Linked DNA regions of Sus scrofa: regions 1, 3 and 4 are each linked to region 2. The links are chromatin contacts, called in public Hi-C and HiChIP or PLAC-seq maps. All regions are on one chromosome and are shown on one strand. Each heading gives the region's core, a stretch centred on a gene start, on an enhancer-like site or on the middle of the called end of the contact. The rest is flanking DNA. Distances are from core to core; before and after follow the strand shown. Region 1 holds the start of GBP1 (guanylate binding protein 1, interferon-inducible). Region 2 holds the start of LOC102161784 (guanylate-binding protein 6-like). Region 3 holds the start of LOC100155195 (guanylate-binding protein 7). Region 4 holds the start of GBP2 (guanylate binding protein 2, interferon-inducible).

The links. A called contact is a pair of places that touch in the nucleus more often than the background predicts. HiChIP or PLAC-seq counts read pairs in DNA pulled down with a chosen protein or histone mark.
Region 1: a contact with region 2 is called in an H3K27ac HiChIP or PLAC-seq map of skeletal muscle. The contact joins the promoter of GBP1 here to the promoter of LOC102161784 in region 2. A contact is called at or near these places in 2 of 2 datasets of contacts at active chromatin or transcription factors (alveolar macrophages and skeletal muscle).
Region 3: a contact with region 2 is called in a Hi-C map of alveolar macrophages, with 3 times the contacts expected there. The contact joins the promoter of LOC100155195 here to the promoter of LOC102161784 in region 2. A contact is called at or near these places in 3 of 47 Hi-C or Micro-C datasets (alveolar macrophages, retroperitoneal adipose tissue and skeletal muscle) and 1 of 2 datasets of contacts at active chromatin or transcription factors (skeletal muscle).
Region 4: a contact with region 2 is called in an H3K27ac HiChIP or PLAC-seq map of alveolar macrophages. The contact joins the promoter of GBP2 here to the promoter of LOC102161784 in region 2. A contact is called at or near these places in 2 of 2 datasets of contacts at active chromatin or transcription factors (alveolar macrophages and skeletal muscle).

Annotation. Positions count from the first base shown.
Region 1 is chr4:127,425,007-127,428,262 of Sscrofa11.1, reverse strand. It overlaps GBP1 (guanylate binding protein 1, interferon-inducible), which reads right to left and starts at 1,859. Exons shown (of 11, transcript NM_001128473.1): 1 at 1,701-1,859.
Region 2 is chr4:127,220,930-127,224,433 of Sscrofa11.1, reverse strand. LOC102161784 (guanylate-binding protein 6-like) reads right to left here and starts at 1,769. Exons shown (of 17, transcript XM_005663708.3): 1 at 633-1,769; 2 at 225-332. The coding sequence starts at 636. The region is part of intron 1 of LOC106510239 (a long non-coding RNA gene); the gene reads left to right.
Region 3 is chr4:127,355,287-127,358,545 of Sscrofa11.1, reverse strand. It overlaps LOC100155195 (guanylate-binding protein 7), which reads right to left and starts at 1,752. Exons shown (of 12, transcript XM_021090310.1): 1 at 1,603-1,752; 2 at 887-1,023.
Region 4 is chr4:127,407,373-127,410,520 of Sscrofa11.1, reverse strand. It overlaps GBP2 (guanylate binding protein 2, interferon-inducible), which reads left to right and starts at 1,792. Exons shown (of 12, transcript NM_001128474.1): 1 at 1,792-2,044.

The DNA.
Region 1 (3,256 bases), core at 610-3,109, 200 kb before region 2:
GCCAGGATGTTCACGGACAGGTCATCATTTGATGCTTGTCTGTGAACAGTTTCCAGAGATTTAGTCATTTTTTCCCCCACTAGTTATCCTTATTTTGGTTCGAATGAGGATCCACAGAACTTCTTACGCAACTATATTGTTGTGAGCCACACGGGTCGTCCACACGCGACTATTCTGGAAGTGAAACCAGTATAACTTACTTTTGCAGATTTTATAAAAATGTGTGACGGGACCCTTCCCAAGCCTTGGTGTGGGCTTGTATACGCAAGGGGCCCTGAACTTAAACTTCCCAATCAGTTTGCCTCCAACTAAGTGGCGGAAAACTCCGCAATATCAACGATTGCATGTCGCTGAAAACCATGCAGGTGCCTGTATATGCGTGTGTCAGGGAACGAAGACAATGACAGTTTAAAAACTCAGGAGGCAGATAAGGAGAGTTGAAGAAGAAAGTTGTTGAAAGGAAACATCCGTATTTCTGGCCAGATACTTTCGAGTTTTCCATTTGGTTCTTTTCCCCATTTTGTAGAGAAGCAGCAGGAAGAGGAGGAAAAGGGATCGGGAGGGGGCGAGGAGGGAAGAGGAGGGGAGGTGAGAAGAAGAGAGAGCCGCCAGACGAGCCGGTGATGAATGAAGCCGCTGCCAAACCAAGGAGTCGAGGGGAAGCGTTGAGGAAACAAGCTCAAGCCCCCTGAGAGCACAGAGAGGGCAGCGTGAAGAGGTGGTGCCTGCAGTGCAGCAGCGCAGAAGGTTCTTCACAGGGGCGCCTGGTAGGAAGGTGGTGGGGCTGAACTCGGCTCCTAAGGGTGAGCAGTGAGCTGGTCCAGGAGGCTGATCGCGTGAATCTGCACTATTTCTAAAGAAGATGCCCGTTTTGAAACAAAAGGCAAATGTATGACCAAAGAGCAGTGTGGTTGTGAATCTACGTCTTTCACTCTGGGTTTCAGGTTTTGTCTCGTCTTTTTTTTTTTTTTTTTGCTTTTTAGGGTCACACTGCAGCATGTGAAAGTTCCCAGGCTAGGGGTCGAATCAGAGCTACAGCCACAGCCACAGCCATGTAGGATCCAAGCCATACCTGCAACCCACACCACAGCTCACAGCCACACTGGATCCTTGACCCACTGAGTGAGGCCAGGGATCAAACCCTCATCCTCATGGATCCCAGTTGGGTTGGTTAACTGCTGAGCCAGGACAGGAGCTCCTGGGTTTCAGTGTTTTCCTTTGTCTTTAACAGTGTCAGGTAGCTGTTTGCACTGTATCTGCTTTCTGTTCTTTCCTTCTAGTGAACATAACATATTTGTAGCAGTTTCAGTTTTTTAGCTACAGTCAGATCACTCTTGTGCAGGTTCCATCAAAGACAATGGTAATTTAATTACCCGTGCAGTCAACACAGACAGAGCATCAGCAAAGAGGAAGACAGTCCTAGGGCACTTGCAGCTCTGATTTACTCCCCTCGCACACAAGCACAGTAAACGCCCGCGGATGGGCTGCCGGCTGGGAACAGCAGGCTTTCATCTGACCCCTGGGCTCACAGCAGGCTCAGCTGCCGCCCGTCTTGATGCTGCTCAGTTTTTAGAAAACGAATTGACCCTTATAAATCCCTTCCCACTCCTGCACCAGCCTGAACTGGGGCTCCATTTCCCAGAGCAGGGCTCCTGCAGCCCTGGAGAGAAAGCTGCTTTGAGGAAAAGGAGAGTTCTTACCTCATTGAGAGTTCTTTCCTCTTCTCAGTGAGACGAGTGGACTTCTCTGTAACTTCTCTGTTTCACGGGAGGGTTTGACTGTTAGTCCACACAGCCAGTGTCGAGGAGCTTTACTGATTCCCTCTAGAGCCGAGTCAGAAGCAAAGCAACCTCTGTAATAGACTTAGAATAAATATGAAACTGAAAGCAATGAATACAAAGCAATGACTCAACAACCATAAAAGGAATTTCTAAAAGCCATCCTGGGAGGAAGGTAAATGGATTTGGCATGATCTTCACGTTCTTTTTTGGGGGGGGGGAAGAGATCTTAGAGATCATTTGCTGTTTTAAAACATGTCTACTAGATGTTTAAATATAATGGACTATATCTCAGGATTGGGGTCTGTTTGAAAAACTATTTAGAATGAGGAAGCCTCCTCATCTTTAAGTTTAATTTCCTTAAAAACGGCCTCACAGTGAACCAGGCTCCTCCTTTATGTGTGGGGTCAGTGAAGAAGAGGACAGATCTGGCGCTTTCATGAACACACAGTCCCTGGAACTTAATTCCCACACGCAGGAAGGGGCTGCATGTCCTGTGCTCAGGTTCCAGGCTCTGTGCTGACCGCTCTACATGCGTTCAATAACTTAGAACAAACATTTCCCCATCGTTTTGTAGAAACTAAGGCACAGAAAATGTACCCTCTTGTCCCACATCGCAGCCCTGTAAATAATCTGAACCAAATCATCCTTGATCTCACACCCTTCTGTCAAACCACTTCACTGTACTGCCTTTCTGTGTCTGCCAAAGAGCAGGGGAAGTCACAGCTTTATGTCTTGATTGTTTTCTAAGAGTTACCTGTGTTAATGTTCAATTCAGTCCTGACCGGAACCAGGCAAAAGAAGAGGGACTGTCTCCATCTTACAGTGGAGGGTGGGTGATGATGAGGAGGGTGGGTGATGATGCCCGTTCCTGTCAACCAAGCTCGTCAGAGGTGGATACAGATTTGATTCTCTGTTTACCCTTAAGCTCACTGCTTTTTCTCGCCCTGGACGAGGAAGAGGGGAGTGAGGAGAAAGGGAGATGGTTACAAGGTTCTCTCCAGATCCCGGCGTGCGCAGGTGTTTCTCTAACCTGGAGGTCAGTGTCTGAGATTTAACAAATAGGACTAAATACTCTGTGTTTGCTCCCTCTTCACCATTATCTTTTTATCTTAAAAAAATTTCTTTTTTTTTTTTCCTTTTTAAGGCTGCACCTGCAGCATATGGAAGTTCCCAGGCTAAGAGTTGAATTGGAGCTGTAGCTGCCGGCCTACACCACAGCCACAGCAACAAGGGATCAGAGCCCTGCGACCTACACCACAGCTCATGGTAAGGCCAGATCCTTCAGCCCGCTGAGTGAGGCCAGGGAGCAAACCCTCATAATCATGGATATTAGTCGGGTTTATAACCTGCTGAGCCACCAAGGGAACTCCCGATGTTGTTATCTTTTAAAATGTTTCTCAGAGAGTGACTTTAATGACCTTTGAAAACTATGATTTATCTGGGTCTTTCAGCTGCTGGAACACACCCAGATTCTT
Region 2 (3,504 bases), core at 520-3,019:
GCGCCGCATCCCAGACCCAAGCTTGGCAGGCGCCCCAAACGCAGCGGATGAGCCGCCCCAGCAAAGCGCCCCGCGGGCCGCACACCCTTGGGATGGTTCTGGCCGCCAGCAGCCTTCGGGCGTGTTGTGTGGGGTCGGGGCTGGCGGCGGCGGGGGGGGGGGGCGTTTATTGTTGTTATTTAACAGAAAGTTGCTTGGAAGGTAAAGTTTAGGAGCAGACTTACCTGTGGGCGCGGATGCTGCACCAGGAGCCACGTGCTCGGCGGCTCTGGGTCCCCCCGGGGCTCCGCCAGCGTCTGGCTCCTCCAGAAAAGGATTCTTCTCTTTAGAAGCTGAAAAGCAGGCCGGTTACTAGAACCTGTAGCCGTCCTGTTAGGAACGCTTGAGGAGAAACGAAACTGAAAGGAAGGTTTTTTTTTGTTTTTTGTTTTTTTTGGTTTTGGTTTTTAGGGCCTCACCTGCAGCACAAGGAGGTTCCCAGGCTAGGAGTCAACTCAGAGCTACACCTGCCGGCCTCCCCACAGCCACTGCAGCGCACAGCAGGACCCCAGCCTGTCCGGGACCTTCCCGACAGCAGCCCCGATCCCCACCCCCTGAGCGAGGCCAGGAACCCGGCAAGACCCGCATCCTACCCATTGTTTCTGCTGGGCCACAGGGGGAACGCCCTCGCTTGGGTTTTGTTGTTACAGTTTTTAATCTGGTTTCTAAGGAGGCTCAAGACCCAAGACTGTGGCTGAAACCCAGGCTGGCCCCTGGTCCACGGCTGGCTTCGGTGTCCTTGACTCTCAGCAGCAGGTGTAATGTGAGCAAGGCAGCCGCGGGCGGAGCTGGTTCCACAGCCCCGCTCTTTTCTAGGAGAGGCAGTGGAGCCTATTTTTGGTTTTAGCTGTTTGCTTTGAATCTCCTTTTGTTTCTCTCTTATTTTAAAGTACTCTTGTTAGTAACCTAAGTACTTTTTCACTAACAATATGTGAGTTATGAAACTCCTAATTTTACGGTCCAGAAATAATCACTATTATTTTGTAGCATACTCTGCCATTTATTTTGGGGGGACGGGGGGGGGGTTGTTCTTTGAAGGATTATGGAGGTCTGGAGGTTATATGTTTTGACTGCTTGTTTCAAATGAAATAATATAAAGGTACAAATTCAAATATTAATATTAATTCAAAATGGGTAAAGAAAACATATTCATCAATACTTTTTTTTTTTTTTAAAAAAGCTGGAAAATGGAAGTTCCCGTCGTGGCGCAGTGGTTAACGGCAGTGGTTAACGAACCCGGGGAGTATCCATGAGTCCCTGGCCTCACTTAGGATCCGGTGTTGCCCTGAGCTATGGTGTATGATGCAGATGCACCCGGATGCTGGGCTATATCGGAGGTCAGCAGCTCCAGCTCCAATTTGATCCCTAGCCTGGGAACTTTTATATGCTTCAGGTGTGGCCCTAAAAAGAAAAAAAATTTAAAAGAAAGTGGGTGACTGGAGGAAATAGATTTTTTAAATTTTTTATTATAGTTGATATACGGTGTTCTGTCAATTTCTGCTCTACAGCAAAGTGACCCAGTTATACATATATATATATATATATATGTTCTTTTTCTAATAATATATTCATCATGTCTGTTGCAAGTGACTGGATATAGTTGCTTGTCCTATGCAGCAGAATCTCACTGCTCATCCACTCCAAATGCAAACAGTTTGCATCTACTAAGCAAAAACTGGTCCACCCCACTCCCTCCCACTCCCCACTGGCCACCACAAGTTTGTTCTCTAAGCCCATGAGTTTATTTCTGTTCCGTATATAGGTTCATTTGTACCCATTTTATTTTTATTTGTTTATTTGTTTATTTATTTATTTACTTGCCTTTTTTAGGGCCCCACCCATGGCATATGGCAGTTCTCAGATGAGGGGTTGAATTGGAGTACAGCTGCTGGCCTACACCACAGCCAGAGCAGTGCAGGATCTGCGGATCTGAGCCTCATCTTGGACCCACACCACAGCTCATGACAACTCCAGATCCCCAACCCACAGAGCGAGGCCAGAGATCAAACCCCCATCCTCATGGATACTAGTCCGATTCATTTCTGCTGCACCACAATGGGAACCCCCAATTTGTGCCATAGTTTAGATTCCACATATAAGTGATATCATATGGTATTTATCTTTCTCTTTCTGACTGACTTCATAGTATGAGAATCTCTAGTTCCATCCATGCTGCTGCAAATGGCAATATTTTGTTCCTTTTTATGGCTGAGTAGTATTCCAGGGTGTATATGTATCACATCTTCTTAATCCATTCATCTGTCGATGGACATTTTCGCTGTTTCCACGTCTTGGTGCCTGTGAAGAGTGTGCACTGAACATAGGGCTGCATGTGTCTTCTTCAAGGAAAGGTTTGTCTGGGTATATGCCCAGGAGTGGGATTGCTGGGTCATATGGTAGTTCTATATTTAGTTTTCTATATTAAATTATAATTGTAGGTCTATATTTAGTTTTCACAAAGCTTGGTGGAGGCCGAAGCTGCGGTTATACAAGCAAGCCCTTCTAGAGAAGCAAAAGCATGATGCAGTTTCAGGTCCATGTTCTGCTGAAGGCCGGTGTTACTGTGTGTGCACATACATTGTCGTTCATCTTTGCTGCTGGAAATGCCCCTTCGTACATGTGTCCAAAACATTTTCAAGGATGGTCTATTCTAGGCTAGAGAATTTTGAAATGTGTGACCATGGCATCAAGTCAGTGAAACCGTGCTGGCAAAAAAATACTGATTTACATTTGTGCTGCTTATCACTGTTGTACCTTCAAAACCTTCAAGCCAGCATCTGCGTTGATGAAGGGAAATTAATGGAGGCAACAAGGTGTAAGCAAAAGACTCACACCAGGCTGTGCACGGGGCTCTGAATCCCTGGTCCAGGCTCCTCCCCAGAGCTCTGTGAAGGGGCCAGGGCCCCAGGTCATAGTGGGTTCTGGTTGTCAGATGGGCTTTTTCCGTGTAACCTGAGATGCTCCAGCCCAAACCTGAACAGTGGAGTCAGGTCACAGACCGGCAGAGCTCCCCAGGAAGTAAATACCCTTCCCAAACTGTAGGCAAAGTGATCAGACTTGAAGGGACATCAGGTCCTTGTAACTGCGGAGAGCTGCAGCCAATTTGGGCTACGATTTTATGTCCAGCATTTTTCACCAAAGTTTGACAGAATCAGGTTTCTTCATGCCTTTGGCCTCTTTTCTTCTTCTTTCTTGGCCTCTTCCGCTTCTCTCCTTTCCATCCATCTGCTCCTCCTGCTCCTTGCAATGTTATACCAGCCTGTTGAACCAGAGATTGCCATTTAGAATCAAGGTCATGCCACGCCTTCTGTTCCCAGTTGCCATGGGTACAGGTTATATGCATGTCTACACAGATATAAACCATGCGTGTCATCTGCCATTATAAAGACGTAGAGTCATTCAATATACAGGACTAATTTCACATGAGTATGGCTTCTGAAAGGCGATTCTGTTTTAGGAACCATC
Region 3 (3,259 bases), core at 503-3,002, 130 kb before region 2:
CGTCGTGGCACAGTGGTTAACGAATCCGACTAGGAACCATGAGGTTGTGGGTTCGGTCCCTGCCCTTGCTCAGTGGGTTAAGGATCCGGCGTTGCCGTGAGCTGTGGTGTAGGTTGCAGACGCGGCTCGGATCCCGTGTTGCTGTGGCTCTGGTGTAGGCTGGTGGCTGCAGCTCCGATTCGACCCCTAGCCTGGGAACCTCCATGTGCCGCGGGAGCGGCCCAAAGAAATAGCAAAAAGACAAATAATAATAATAATAATAATAATAATAATAATAAAATAAATAAAAACAGTGCATAATAGACAAACACGATCAGACCTTCCAGTTATTATTTACAGTTTTGTTTTTTAGGGAGAGTGGGGTTGAATTAGTCCGTATAAAAACAGCTCTGTAGTATTTGGAACATCGTGTTAATACAAAAATAATCCATGGCGAATCTCCTAGGATTTAAATTCCCTGTCCAGGAGCATCTTTTCTGCTCCCTCAGTGCCCAGCAGGGGGCAGTCCGAACTTGTCCGAGGAGGGGAGGAGGGGACCGGGGAGGCACCCTACCCGGCGCCTCGGGGTGCGGGCGAGGATGGGTCCCCCAGTCCTAGAAAGGCCCTCAGCCCCTTTGCGTAGGTGAGGAAGGATGCACTCGTCCTCGCCCTTGCAGAGCCCTGTGCCGCAGCCCTGGACTGGCGTCCGGGGGACCGGGGCGAGTCTCGCAGCCCCGGGGTCCCCACGGAAACGCTGAGCTGTCCAAGCCGCGCGCCTCGGGGGCGGCGCACCCTCCCACCGCGCGCTGCGCCCGCGGCCTCCCCTCCAGCCGGGTGGGTTTGGCGCTGCGGGATTTACTCGTGCTATTTAACGAAAATGAGTCTGGGAGGGGGTGAGCGAACTTACTTGGCGCGGATGCTGCAGCCTCGGACAGGTGCTCTGCGAGCCCGGTTCCGCTCGGGCTCCTGCGTTGGCTGCTCAGGAAACTGACTCTTCTCTTTATAAGCTGAGGGCGACCTATTGAAGGAGCTCCACTAAGGGGTCTGGTTTACAGGAAAAGAAAGTGAAAATGAAAGGGAGCGGCTTTTTTTTTTTTTTTTTTTTTTTTTTTTTTCTTCTCAGAGGCAGAAACCTAGATGAATTCAGGCAAAGACAGGGGTTCCTCCACTCATCCCCACCTAGCAATGTAAACCCAAGTGCGTCTCGACCCCATGGTGAACCGTGAACCAAGCAAGGGTGGGATGAGAGCGAGCGTTCCACAGCCTGTCTCTCAGGGGTACTTTTGTAAAGGAAGAGGTTTTGTTTATGTTTCATAGATTCATTTTCTTTCTTTTTCCTTTTTTAAAAAAGTATTTTTTTAACTCAATAGGTTTTTTTTTTTTCTCTTAGCAATAGAAGTATGAGTGTGCATAAAATTCTAGATTTTATAGCCCCGATACATTCACTATTACTTAGTTGCATATACTTAGAATTTTTTTCCTTTTCCTTTACTAATGTGGATCCAGATTAGGGTTAGGGCTTGGGAGCTGAGGAGGGAGAACCGTATATAGATTGAGGGTGAATCCAGATTTGGTGGTTGGGAGTTGATTCAGATTTGGTATCCTTTAAATCATTGTACTTACCTGTAGGTTAACGGCTTGGCTGCTGCTGTTAGGGAATCGGGTCCTTTTACTGGAGGAGCTGCAAACCAAAACGCTGAGACGCTGAAGTTTGCAGCCAAGAAAGTTTATTGACAAAGCCACCAAATAAAGAGGCAGAAAAACGAGTCTTAGGTCTGCCTCCCAGAAGGGGAGGAGCTTGGGGTAAAGGGGAGGGGATTGGTGTTCTGTGCAGGTGTTCCTAAGTTACATGCTTCTTCGCTGGGAGCATGCGTAAATTGAGGGGGAGTTGATAATGAAACACGCTGGAGAATTCTGAACTGTGATGTCAACAGGTCACCCGCGGGATAAACAAGTCTCTTCCGTGCAGACGCTGTACAATCATATTGGTTCTACCCATTTTCACCCAGTTTTTTAAGAAGAGAGTTTTTTGGGTTTTTTTGTTGGTTTGTTTGTTTTAAATAAGCTGTTTCCTTATCTGCTGTTCTGTAAAATGAACTCAAGAATTCTGTTAGTCACCAGTTTCTGTTACCGGGTTTTACTCCTACAGGGCACAGAGTCACTACCACAGCTGTATTTCAGTTGGCAGTGAGGGACAAGAAGGACGGTAGAATATGATCTCAAAGTTCTAAGGCCAAGAATCACCAAGAGCAGGTGCTTTTGCACCTGTTCCCTCTGCAGCCTTGCCTAGCTGCTAGAAAAAAAGTCCTTTGCCCGATTGCTAATAAGTTTATTTCGTTAGACAGAATGATACACTATTTGGAGCTGCAAAGCATGTGGTAACTCTAAAAAAGTATATGCAACAATATCAGGGACAGATATTTCTAGAATCCTGAGGCTAACCTTGGCAGATTCAAGGCATGAACCCAAGCTGGGACAATTACCATGGCCCGGGAATTCCTGATCCATGGAGATTGATTTAGGGGGAGACGGCACATGACCTAAAGCCAAATAAACTTAATCTGTGCTAAGTTACCTGGATTCAAGACATTTCTCTTTTTTCTCTCTCACTCTTAGTCTTGTACTGGCTGTCTTGTTCTCCTCTCTGTGTTTTCGTTAACTTTTCGTTATTGTGAATAAAGATGTGTGTTTTGAAATGAAGACAGTAGCACCACTTAGCTATGCCTGGCTCTAAACCATGACATATGTTATTACGTGCAAAGGGGGAACGTAAATTCGGAGTCTTACTTCCAGCTTGCATTGTTTGTAATTGCTTCAGGAGAAGTACTTTTAAAAAATTCTATTCCGTAATTCTTACTCTGCAAGTGTAATATTAGAAAAGGATGAGTGACTAAAATGGGTTCCTAACCTGAAGGTGGTCAACGAAGCTCGATTGAACCGAAATGAACTTTTCTTCATTTCCTAATGATTTAACTCCAGAAAAAATGGTCTACCATCTAACTTCAGAAATTGTGCTTATGTGTCACCTAGTGTCCTCAGCTTCGGGTGTAATGAAAATTCTGAGAGGAAGAGTCTTAATTTTTACATCCTGCTACTCAGAGTTTGGTGAAAGCCTACAGCTGTGGATGGGTCAGCACTCTAAGCAGCTCACCCTTGAAGCACTTTCAGTTCAGAAATCTGAGTGCAGTTCTTCAGGAGAGGAATGTGTGGGTACAAAGGAATAATGGCCCAATAGGGATGAGATTCTTAGGTCTGGGAGCTTTGGAATTGGAGACAGTAG
Region 4 (3,148 bases), core at 543-3,042, 190 kb before region 2:
CTGCCTCACAGTCGCAGTTATCAGTGCGTTGCTCACTTAAGCCGCTGTGGTGGGTGTGCACTGCAGTGTCTTCATGATGTGACGTCGTCTTTCTCTCGTCACTCATGATATTAGGCCCTGTTCTAACGTTTGTCATCACTTGGGCATCTTCTTAATGTATGAAGTGCGTGGGCATCACGTCCATTTTTCCATTGAGTATCTGTTTTTGTAGAAATTACCTATATAGTCTGTGAAAGGGTCATTTATAATTACATACGTCTTCTCATAGTCTTCATTGCCTCTTTTCTTGATGATGGTGTATTTTGACAATATATCAATTTAATATTGTCATATTTGTTCATCTTTTCTATATAGGTAGCGTATTTTGTCTCCTAGAATACTTTCCCCACTCTCTAATATGTCACAGTATTTTTCCATATTATTTTCAAGAGACTTTACGGTTTCGCCTTTTACATATAGTTCTGCAATCCTCCTTGTGTTGCTTTTTGTGAATGGCATGTGGTTGTAGTCCTTTCCTTGCTTTTCCTTATGCATAAAATTGGACCCAGGACCATTTATTTCCGAAGTCATCGTTTCTGCCTGTAACGGTGTTCAGTGATCCCTGGCCAGCCTTCCTACTCCTGCTTGGCACATACTGCCAGTATTTAACTCTAAGTCAGGATAATATTTTAAATGGGCCTCCACCATCGCTTTAGCATTAGAATTTCTTCAGCCCACACTCACCCTTCTCATTCCGCTGATTCTAATCTCCCTTTTAGTGTAACTCTCTTTTCAACTAAAGAGCAGGTTCCATTTTAGGAAAAGATTTGTTTTATTCAGACCTATGTTATATTGATATTTATTTGTGTATATATCCATATGGAAACTTAGAGGCTAGGGGTAGAATTAAAAAAAAAAGAAGAAATTTCATGGCCTTTTATTGTGTTCTAATCGGTATCCACAGAATACCTCACTCAACATTTGCGGCCTATATGATCTTCTAGAATACACAAAGAACACTTAGGAAGACATGTTTCTTACCTTCTGACTCTTTTTTCCTCACTAAACAATGGGGATAATAATTACCCATACCCGAAACCATAATTATGAGTCTTAAACTACATATGTATACTCTGGCCTAGAAAGCCACTGATAAATGAGAAACATTGTTATTATTGTTCAGTCAGCAAACATAGAGGTATTAAGTGAGGTGGTGGATAGCATGGGTTCTGGAAGAAGAGTTTTGGGGTTCAAACCTTACTCAGTACCTTGTGATTTTAACAAGTTGTGAAATCACTCTGCAATGTTGTGACAGACACACCTGTAATAAGACCAGGAGGGGACAATCTAGGTGAAGAACTTGTCACTCAGTCTGAAACAAGTGGGCCAAGAAGTGGCAGCTCTCCTCACTGTGATTTATTATTTCTTAAGCACTAAGTGCCCGTCCCGGGCTTAGGTGCTGAGAATTCCCACGTGTGTGAGCCATGGTCACTCCCCCGAGAACTCACATTCCTCACTTACTAAAACGAGTAAGTAACCAGCTGCCCTGCGAATGACTCCAACACGCTAGGCAATCGGACCCAGAAAAAAGTAAGTGTTCCTCGTCCCCATGCTTTTCAGACTGGCCCCACTCATGACATAAATAGGCTTATTTTAATTGATCCAGTGGACTTTCATTTTTACTGCAAGCAGTCTCAAAGATATCTTCCAATAGTACAGTTTAAAGATCCCAGTTGAGAAATGACTCCAGACATGCCCATTAACGTAGCTCCTGGTGGCTCCTTTGTGAGTAATTGCCGTGGACTCTGCTTTCAGTTTCATTTTGTGTCTATTTCTTTGCAGCTGTTGCCTGCTGGGTTTGATTTCCCATCATCAGGTTTCTGAAAAAAATCTGCATGCTTCCAGGACTCCAATGGAATAAAGTAAAGCCTAAACTGCCAGGGAGAGAGAAACGAGAAACCAGGGCAGCTCAGCTCAGAAGAAAAGGAAGAGGTTAAACACTATAACTTTCACATTGAAGTAGCTGTCTTTTTTTTTTTCTCACCCTGAAGGATCTCTGCTCCAGGTAAGATTAAGGCTGGGTGGGAAGAGGTTTACAAAATGCAGTAAATATTCTCTAAAATGAGCATCCCAAGACAGGCTGCAGCTGAGCCTGATCTGGCACAGGACTCTAGATGACATGCTAACGTAATCAGGCAGCAGAAGGTCTTGGAAGTGCCCGCTGCTGCAGCTCTGTGCCAGATAACGTTCCAGGAGAGGCAGAGTCTAAACCAAGAGCTTGGATTGTTGTAAGATTCTCTCTTTCTTGACACTTTTAAATATACATTTACCTTTGGTAAAAGGCACTTAATGAAGGTCAGACTCCGTTTCTTTATTGCAAACTGTTCTGATGCTAGGAAGTAGAACTCGGGGACTGTGAGAAGAGCTAACAACTTGTATTTTAGGAGCTTATAACATCCTTGTGTAGCCATTTTTTTCTGAGTCAGTCACTGATGGATTCCCACTTTATAAAAGCGTTATTTCTCATGTTATAAAATCAGACAGACCATCTGCTTTACCAACCGTCCCTGTGAGCCATTGTTTTAAAAGGCGATGGGTCCGGATCATAGAAATGAAAACCATTTGGCGGGGGTGGGGGTGGGAGTGATCATCCACTGAAGAAAGGGAAGCCAGTTAGGAGGCAAGATGCGCATCATAGTAGGTCTAAGCCCTCAGCCAGGGCAAATCGGAAGTCGTCAATGATAGTAGAAGAAAGCCTTGGTTTCTTTAGGATAAGAACAAAAACTGGCAGGCTGCAGTCTGCATTTGTTGGTATCTCAAAAAGCTAACAAATGTTTATCATGAACAGTTCAGGTTACAGAGATTGAGACATCGAAGTTCAAAAGATAACATTAAGGCATCACCAAGATTCTTTTTGCTTTTTTTTTTTTTTTTTTTTTTTTTTTTTTTTTAAGGGCCACACCTGTGGCATATGGAGGTTCCCAGGCTAGGAGTCTAACCCAAGCTGTAGCTACCGGTCTACACCACAGCCACAGCAAGGCCAGATCCTTAATCCACTGAGCAAGGCCAGGGATCGAACCAGCAACCTCATGGTTCCTAGTCAAATTTGTTTCTGCTGTGCCACGACGGGAACTCCACCTCTTTTTAACTTTACAAAATTATCAAAATC